Linked DNA regions of Mus musculus: region 2 is linked to region 1. Evidence: chromatin contacts called from public HiChIP or PLAC-seq data. All regions are on one chromosome and are shown on one strand. Each heading gives the region's core, a stretch centred on a gene start, on an enhancer-like site or on the middle of the called end of the contact. The rest is flanking DNA. Distances are from core to core; before and after follow the strand shown.

Evidence for each region. HiChIP or PLAC-seq counts read pairs in DNA pulled down with a chosen protein or histone mark.
Region 2: an H3K27ac HiChIP or PLAC-seq map of neural progenitor cells shows a contact between it and region 1, with 6 times the contacts expected there. The contact joins two enhancer-like sites. A contact is called at or near these places in 2 of 15 datasets of contacts at CTCF or cohesin (the NIH/3T3 cell line and large pre-B cells), 5 of 484 Hi-C or Micro-C datasets (the HL-1 cell line, bone marrow-derived macrophages, cerebral cortex and 2 more), 15 of 115 datasets of contacts at active chromatin or transcription factors (cardiomyocytes, differentiating embryonic stem cells, embryonic basal ganglia and 8 more) and 1 of 9 other capture datasets (embryonic stem cells).

The regions. Positions count from the first base shown.
Region 1 is chr15:6,908,641-6,912,413 of GRCm38.p6, reverse strand. No RefSeq gene overlaps it. Among named protein-coding and RNA genes, the nearest start is that of Osmr, 36 kb to the right of the region's middle. Within about 2 kb of position 2,498, at least 80 of the 459 cell types and tissues checked have an H3K27ac peak or open chromatin away from gene starts, as enhancers often do. A contact at or near this core is called in cerebral cortex, neural progenitor cells and oligodendrocyte precursor cells, where this site is marked.
Region 2 is chr15:7,191,610-7,195,691 of GRCm38.p6, reverse strand. Lifr (LIF receptor alpha) reads right to left here. Exons shown (of 20, transcript NM_001358593.1): 20 at 1-4,082. Among named protein-coding and RNA genes, the nearest start is that of Lifr, 64 kb to the right of the region's middle. Within about 2 kb of position 1,346, at least 80 of the 459 cell types and tissues checked have an H3K27ac peak or open chromatin away from gene starts, as enhancers often do. A contact at or near this core is called in cerebral cortex, neural progenitor cells and oligodendrocyte precursor cells, where this site is marked.

The sequences.
Region 1 (3,773 bases), core at 1,249-3,748:
AATTGAAAATATGACTCATGGCACTTAAGGTTACTGATGTTTACTGCCAAAAGAAGTTATCGTTGCTGTGGCAGAGATAAATGTAGGAAGGGCTGCAGGTCCCTGAGGTTGAAACAGATAGATTGCAGGATGGAGATGACATGTAGCAATGCCTAGCAGGACACATATCTTTAGGGCAGTGTCAGAAGAGCGGCTCAGAAACCCACACATGTCCATTTGGATGGCTACTTTCCTGGCCTCTACTTTTGGACTTTAGTATTTCTCTTTACTTTCTTGTGTCTACAAATCTCAATCTCTCTCTCTCTCTCTCTCTCTCTCTCTCTCTGTGTGTGTGTGTGTGTGTGTGCGTGTGCGTGTGCGTGTGCGTGTGTGTGTGTGTGTGTGTGTGTGTGTGTGTGCTCACTCACACACTCTCATTCACAAGCTCCTGTTGGAACTCTTTCCCTAACCTTTGTCCTCCTCCCTGCTCTGACCCTTGGTACATTGCTGTGTAGTGTCTCCTTCCTCCTCGGTGTCTCCTGGCATGTCTTCTTTTCTCTACAGTGGGTAGGAGTGTGTATTCTGCCTCTGGGTGGGAACCTTTGTATCTTAAGGAAGTCTTCTTTCTGGAATGGATGCCGATATTCCCTCTGCCTAAGGCTCCTCCTCAGTCCTGAGTTTTCAAATCCAACCCACAGACCTCACCGTTTCCCCCAGGCGTGACTGGGAGAGTGAAAGAGGCGAGAAAGAGCCAGAACCCAAACCTGGACACAGGCACAGACTGCACACAAGCACTTTGGGGCACACTGCTACCCAGGCAGCAAATCTGTCTTTGTGGTCTCTCCTTGGGTTAACATCCTGCCTACCCAGCCCCACCAAGGCCCTGGTTCTCCCAGGGTTTTTCCTGACCACCTCCATATTGCTTCTCCAGTTAAAACCTTCATGTATATGTGTGTGTGTGTGTGTGTGTGTGTGTGTGTGCGCGCGCGCGTGTGTGTGTGTATGATGTACATGTGTATGTTTATATATATGTATATGCTTATATATGCAATATTTTGTATTATATACATTTAAAGGAGTCTTTAATTTGTTAAGGTCAGTAGTCTCAGAGCTCTAGACCTCATCAAGATGGGAAAGGAGTTCTGTTAAGTCACTAGATACTCTAGGGTCCTCCAGACCACACAGGGCTCCCGGGAACTCTACCTCTGTGCTTTTCCAGAAGTCAACCCTAGCTTACTCTGAAAGCAGCAGAGGGTGAGAAAGGCTGTCCCAGGTCCTGCTGCAGCAGGAAGCATCTGTTGCTTAGGAAAAGACTGAAGTGGGAATCTCTGCCCTCCACCAGGGACCTGGTTTATAAGATTGAGCATCAGTACAGCTTTGAGAACACTAAGTCAGAAACGCAGACAGACATGTTTGTATCTTTTTACAATGTCATAGTTTATTAAATAACCATAAATTCACAGGTTGTATTGTTTTTGTCAGCTGCAGTTAGCCTAATAGTCCTGATGGCCTTTGATAGCTGCCCAATGACAAACATGAAATATTTTACTCCCATCTTAATCGCTAACATTAACTCTTGGGTCACATGTTACACAGCATTTAGTCATTTTATCTCTCTGTATATATGCAGATAACAGAATGGCAACAAAAGGGTCAAAAAGGCCAAAGCAGGGGGGTTGAGGGTGGGGGTAGGGTTGCAGTTCCAAGAAGCCCTAGTGGAGACAGAAAGGTGAGGCAGATACAAAGAAAGCCACTGCTGGTTGTTAGAAAAAAATGTCAAAGAACCCCGAGTCAAAGAAGAGCTGCTGCAGGTCTGAGCCTGGGCTACAGGGTTGAGTGGGAAGTAGGAGACCACAGTTAGGTGTCCTGCTTGTGGGATCCCGGTGAGGGTGTTGCATGCTTCCATTGTCTGGTTGTGTTTGATAAGTTCTTGGGCCCAAGTTTTCTGATGTGGTTTGAATGTACTTATGTGCCCTTGCGTGCCAATCTACTATGTTAAATCTGTAACTGATATCTCCTTTCCCTTTAAAAACTAAGTTTTATGACTTAGCAGTCTGTCCTTTGCAGGCAGTAGTGGACAAGTTGTGGTACCTACGTGCACAAGGAGAGGCAGGCACAAGTGCTCTCAAAATGGTGCAGAATACTCCTTATAAAAATACAAGCATTCAGGCCAAATTATAGTCTGAAAGCCACTGTTTTACACTGTGTGGAACCAGTTAAAGCAGGGCACAGCTTGGTTTCCCCCAAACCTTTGAATTGTGATGTTTTCCTTTCATTCTTGAGTCTTTCTTCCAAAGTTACAGAACACCTTTTGGAAATTCGGACAAAGAAACCCACAGCCTTTCTCAACAAGCTTGGGCGCCCCAGAATCTCCCTAAAGAAATACGAAGCCCATTCAGCCCCTTCAGCGCCAGCTGTGATCCATCCAGAAGATGATGAGCGATTCCTAAGTTGACAGAAGCCAAGTCTTGGCAAGAGCAGGTCTCCTCCCTTCCACTGTGCTGATATCCTAACTGGACGGAAACAGTGGCAGCTGCTTCCTTCCCTCCTGCCTAGCCTCCCACACAGCCGCCCGCGAGGCGCTAAGGGACCCATGCATTAGCCTGCAGCGCCACCTAGCAGACGCAGAGTGAACTTGGGGGATAAGGAGAAAGCAGGTTTAGTGGGGGGAAGTTGTTTTGTAACATCAGAAAAGGGAGTTTCCATTTCTTTCACGGAGTTCTGGGAAATGGAATTTGTATAAAATCTTTTTTGCTCATGATGGAAAAACATTTATTCGACGCTAATGAGGGAATTTTGCCCAAAGGCCATTCTAATCCAAACTTAGGAGAACAAGCATTTGTTTCTCCAAACTTGACTCTCATTTTTGGTCACCTCCAAGACAGTGCAGAACTCGACTCCACCTTGTGATGCACCCGTGAAATCAATGACAAGGCAGAACGTCCCTTATCTTTCCCCTTCCCTTCCTTTCTTTTCTTTTTTTCTCTTTTCCTTTTCTTTCTCAGGTCGGGTTGAATTCTAGGTGATGTCTTCATGCAAGGGGCCCTACGGGACTCATAGGAATTGTTAACCTTGATCGCTCTCTTGATTAGGGTGAAGTGCCAAGCAGATTAGTAAAGCACTTCTGTGAAGGGCTTTTCAGACAGGATTGACTAACGCTGAACACGTGCATCGCTAACGCTGTATGTAGGCGGTGAGCCCCGATGGGCAAAAATGAGGAAACGTCGCCCTTCTTCAGCCTGACTGCCATGCCGTGAACAATTCTGTTCCACCACGCCCTTCTGTCACGATGCTATAACCCTCCTCCCTCATGTTGCCCCCCCCCCCCCCCAGGTATTTGCCACAGTGGCTAAAAGACGAAGGTGTTTGAAACCTACTGTTTCTGATGCTTAGCTCATGAAGCTGACTGACAATCAGAGATAGCTAGCTGACTGATCAGTTGATAATCAGGAATAGCTGACTAATCAACTGATAATTCGAGATAACTGACAGATCAACTGTCAATCAGGAATAGCTGACCAGCTGTCAATCAGGGATAGCAGACTGGCTGGTAATGACAAGCGAAGTTATTCAATTGTAATCATTTTCAAAGCCCCACCCCACCCCTGGTTTGAGTCTGTGAACTTCCTGGAACGGTCCCACAGGAATGAGCTATTTTTCTTTTGTCCAGCTTGAGAGCAGAGATCCTTTCATTCCGTGCATACTAGCAGCTACAAAGAGTTATGCAACTTTGAATTAACACCCAATTTGAAAAGTGATTTTTTTTCCTGATCATGCTAACATGATCAAGAGCC
Region 2 (4,082 bases), core at 97-2,596, 280 kb before region 1:
TTCTAGGCCAGAGGACAACCCCAGAAACTCTAACAAGAGGAAAAACAAAACAAAACAAAACAAAACTTGGTAGTGCTCAGCTAAATGTTGCTCACAATCATTTATGCCTCCATTTAGAAATAAGTCCTCTGTATTATAATCAGCATGAATATGGTCATGTAATTATTAAGATAAAGGGAGCAAAAATCCAACAACCCTAGTAAACTAAGAGGTTTAAACAGGGTGAATAGCACTGGGCAGAATCCACGATTCAAGCGAAATCACTTTGAAGGATATTCTAGGGTTATGTCTAAAAGATTAACAGTTTTTGCTTGGCCCCACCCCCACCCCCTCTGTAAATTTTTTTGTCCTGGACACTGAGGTAAGACAGGTATGACAGCATGAAACTTTTTTTCACAAGAAAGTATCAAATCAATTCAAGGAAATGCCTTGGTATATCTTACCAAGACAATGAGTTCTTCTAGTGATCAGCTAAGCTCGCTCATGCATGCTGCTTGACATAACGCAAGCCAGATTGGTACAGATGGGTCTCCAAGCTAATAGCTCATGACACAAAAGCAAACAACTCTGCAGTGAATAGGGTGCTGACAGGGCGCATCTAGTGAAAGGCCTGATGAGTCTTCACAGTTTCCCTCACACTGTGGGGCTGTTTCCACAATGTATCCAAATCTTTCAGTCAATTCTTTTTTATCTATGCGAGTCACATCTTAATCTCTCCCATCCTTCAAGACAGTTCCACGGAATCTGTCACACTCTAGAAAGGGACCCCATCAATACAGACACAGAACTCTCACTGTGTGCCTGGCATTAGCAGCTGATGGCCCTTCCCCCACACTTCACTTGAGATGCCAAGTATTGTACTTTCGGGATCCTTTAAAAGGCCATTTTGCTCATTTCAACCCAGTTTCAAACAGGAAACAGTAGAAATTACCTTAGTGCAAACACAACAAATTCTATCTGAGTAAGTGCCTAAGCAGTAAGAGACTTTGAGATAATACTTTCTGCATATTGACATATGAAGGGGTACTTGAATTGCAAAATACCATGACATTGACTTCAAATTTCTATCGGGAGGAAGCATTCTTAAGCCTTTCACTAAATTAGGTATACTGAGCACTGAAAGGGCTGGGACGGATGCAAATACAGTCAGGATTACTGTGACAGGAGAGCTTTCTAACAAGAGTTCAGTTTGCAAGAACTTCTAAGACTGTGATTTCCTACTGTCATGTCTGAGTGCGACAGTGCTGGGTGTTCGGAATGCAATCCTTCCAGTTCCCCTGAACCACGAAAGCAAGACTAATGTGCAAACCGAGGCTGACAGCTCCTCCCTCGAGCTTCCCGATGAATGGCGGCTTCTGTTGCCAGCTGCAGGAACAAAAGCACCTCTATCACCCAGCTCAGAAACACAACCCAGCGTTCCAGATATGCAGAGCTGCCGTCTCAAGGCCGGGACACCACAGGTTCAACCAACAGGAAGATTCCGAAGGTACATGTGCACTAATTCATGGAGTGTAAAACTCAAAAAGCCTATTAAGTATTTAAGAATGTTCTCTTTAATTAGATGTTATTGAAAATGGCCACTCATAAGTATTATGATACCCTCAATCTCCATGTCTCACCAGGGAAATCTGAATGAAACTGGCTTACAAAAGGGTGTGCATGTGGCTCTGTTCAACAGACAGACAGGAACCTAATTCTGGTCGAGATATCTGGAGTTGCCTGGCCAATGACTGGGCTCTTCTTAGGAAGGAATAGTTTCTCTCCTTTTCCTAAGAGCTGGGAACACCTGTAGGCTTTTCTCTCACAGTGACCCCTGACGTCAGAGTATATCCACTTCGAGCTGGGAACACCTGTAGGCTCTTCTCTCACAGTGACCCCTGATGTCAGAGTATATCCACTTCGAGCTGGGAACACCTGTAGGCTCTTCTCTCACAGTGACCCCCGACGTCAGAGTATATCCACTACGAGGCCAACTTGCACTGAAGGCACGAACGACCCTTGCACTGATGCCGCAGTGCACACTTGCCAAAGTCCCAAACCATGAGACAGGTATTAAGGGCATGGCAGTGGTGGTCTGCTTCTCCCTTGTCCTCTTCCTGTTTAGGCTACTCCTATATACACACCCACAGAGGTAACAACACTGCCCAGGGAGGCAGCTGCATTCACTTCAATGGGGAAAAAAAAAAAAAAAAAAAAAAGCTGCCTTGGCCTTAGTCCTACGTCACATTCTCCTACAATAATCCAGGGCTGCCCCGCTTCTGCATACCTCAGTCAGTGGTCCTTGAGAATGGACTTGAGAGGCAGGGTGGGGTGAGCAGCACTCTAAACTCCCAACATTCTGGACACCCACGCCAAAAGGACATCCTTTGGACAGAATGAGTCCATTTCTCCTGACCGTCCCGTGTTCCCAGATTAACGTAGTGCGGAATGATGAGCTGTAACCTTCGCAAACTCTGATCCCAATTAGATGGGAATAAGAAACTGAGAAGCTTCACTGGGGAACAAGGCAGAGGCCAAGCAGGGCATAGCAGTAGTAAGATGTTTCAGGGAGTGGGGAGGGGGGGAGGGGGTGGGAGAAGGGGAGGGGCGTGGTGTGGGGGGAGGAGGCAGCAGGGCTTAGAGTGGCTGGGTAGAGGATGGAGCCAGAGGGCACAAGGAAGACAGAAACTCTTTGGTGTTGGCTCTGGCTTGGAATATTTTTCAGTACTGAAAATTTCTAAGAGCTACTAACTATATCATGGAGCTCCAAAATGTAGTTGAATCCTAGGGTTAAAAACAGGATCATGACTTTGTCCCTTGTCATCCTGTATTTTTTTTCTCACATGATTCTTTAGAAGATAAAATAAGAAGCCAGGCATGGTGACACGCACACCAACACTTGGGAGACAGAAACAGGTGGATCTCTGAGTCTGAGGCCGGCCTTATCTACATAGTGAGTTCCAGGTTGGGAGACAGAAACAGGTGGATCTCTGAGTCTGAGGCTGGCCTTATCTACATAGTGAGTTCCAGGAAAGCCAGGGCTGCATAGTGAGACCCTGTCAGAAAAGAAATAAAAAATAAAAAATAAAATAAAAATAAAAGATAAAATCTGAACTAAAAGAACAAGCCATTATCTGTAAGATTTGGGGGACTTCAGATGACACAAATAAAGGTCGTCTACTCCTGGGGTGTTTCAAACTGTCATGCACCCAAAGGCAGAGCAAACACATGACATACATTTTAGGTTTTTACAGCTTTTCTAAGAATCCCATTCCCTGTACACGTTGCTGATGAGAGACCAGGGTGTATTGAGGGTGCTGTGCTCAGGATCTGCCACTTCACTGCTGACGGAACCATCACAGGCCACGACCTACCACTTCCGTAAGTTTTCTGACCTCTATTACAGTTTAACCACTAACTGCTCCAAAGGGAAGTTATCTCCCTTTATGTTTAAGTTTATGGATTTGAAGGCAAGGTCTGAGACTCTGGACCCCCAACTGCCTGAGGGGGGAGAAGCCGAGACTCATGAGCAGCAGGGAAAGCTCCTGAGAAGCCTCAGCGATCATCAGCCAGCTATTGGTTAGGCTTAATGGCCTATCCTCTCAGGGAGAGCTGAGTCTAATCACAGCTATGCAGTCAGCACACACCACTAGCTATTTCTTAGTAGTCATCTTACGTAGTAACTCATTACAATTATCTACCTGTAAATAATGATAAATTCGCTCTTACGAAGCAGACCCTATAACATAACACAAAGCAAATAGAGAAAATTTGGGCATAGTTCGAGAGATTTCCAACATTAGGGCAGTCAACTATACTAATGGAAGCTGTCGTGCAAGCTACATGATAGGGGAAAGGTTTTCACACCCCGAGAAAGCAGGACGGTGTGATGCCATTTCGGACTGGTCAGCGTCGCACTTGCTTTTTCCAAGTTTGTACCCCTGAGACAACTGTTTGATAACCATTATACAGTAGGCACAGAAATCAGCACGCTTTATCAAACAGAACGCCAGATAGCTGCTGCTACATGAAAAACTAGATTTGCTTTTGTAAATGCTGTGGACAGAGACATCACCACGGCTTTAAGATCTGTGCTTGGTTCT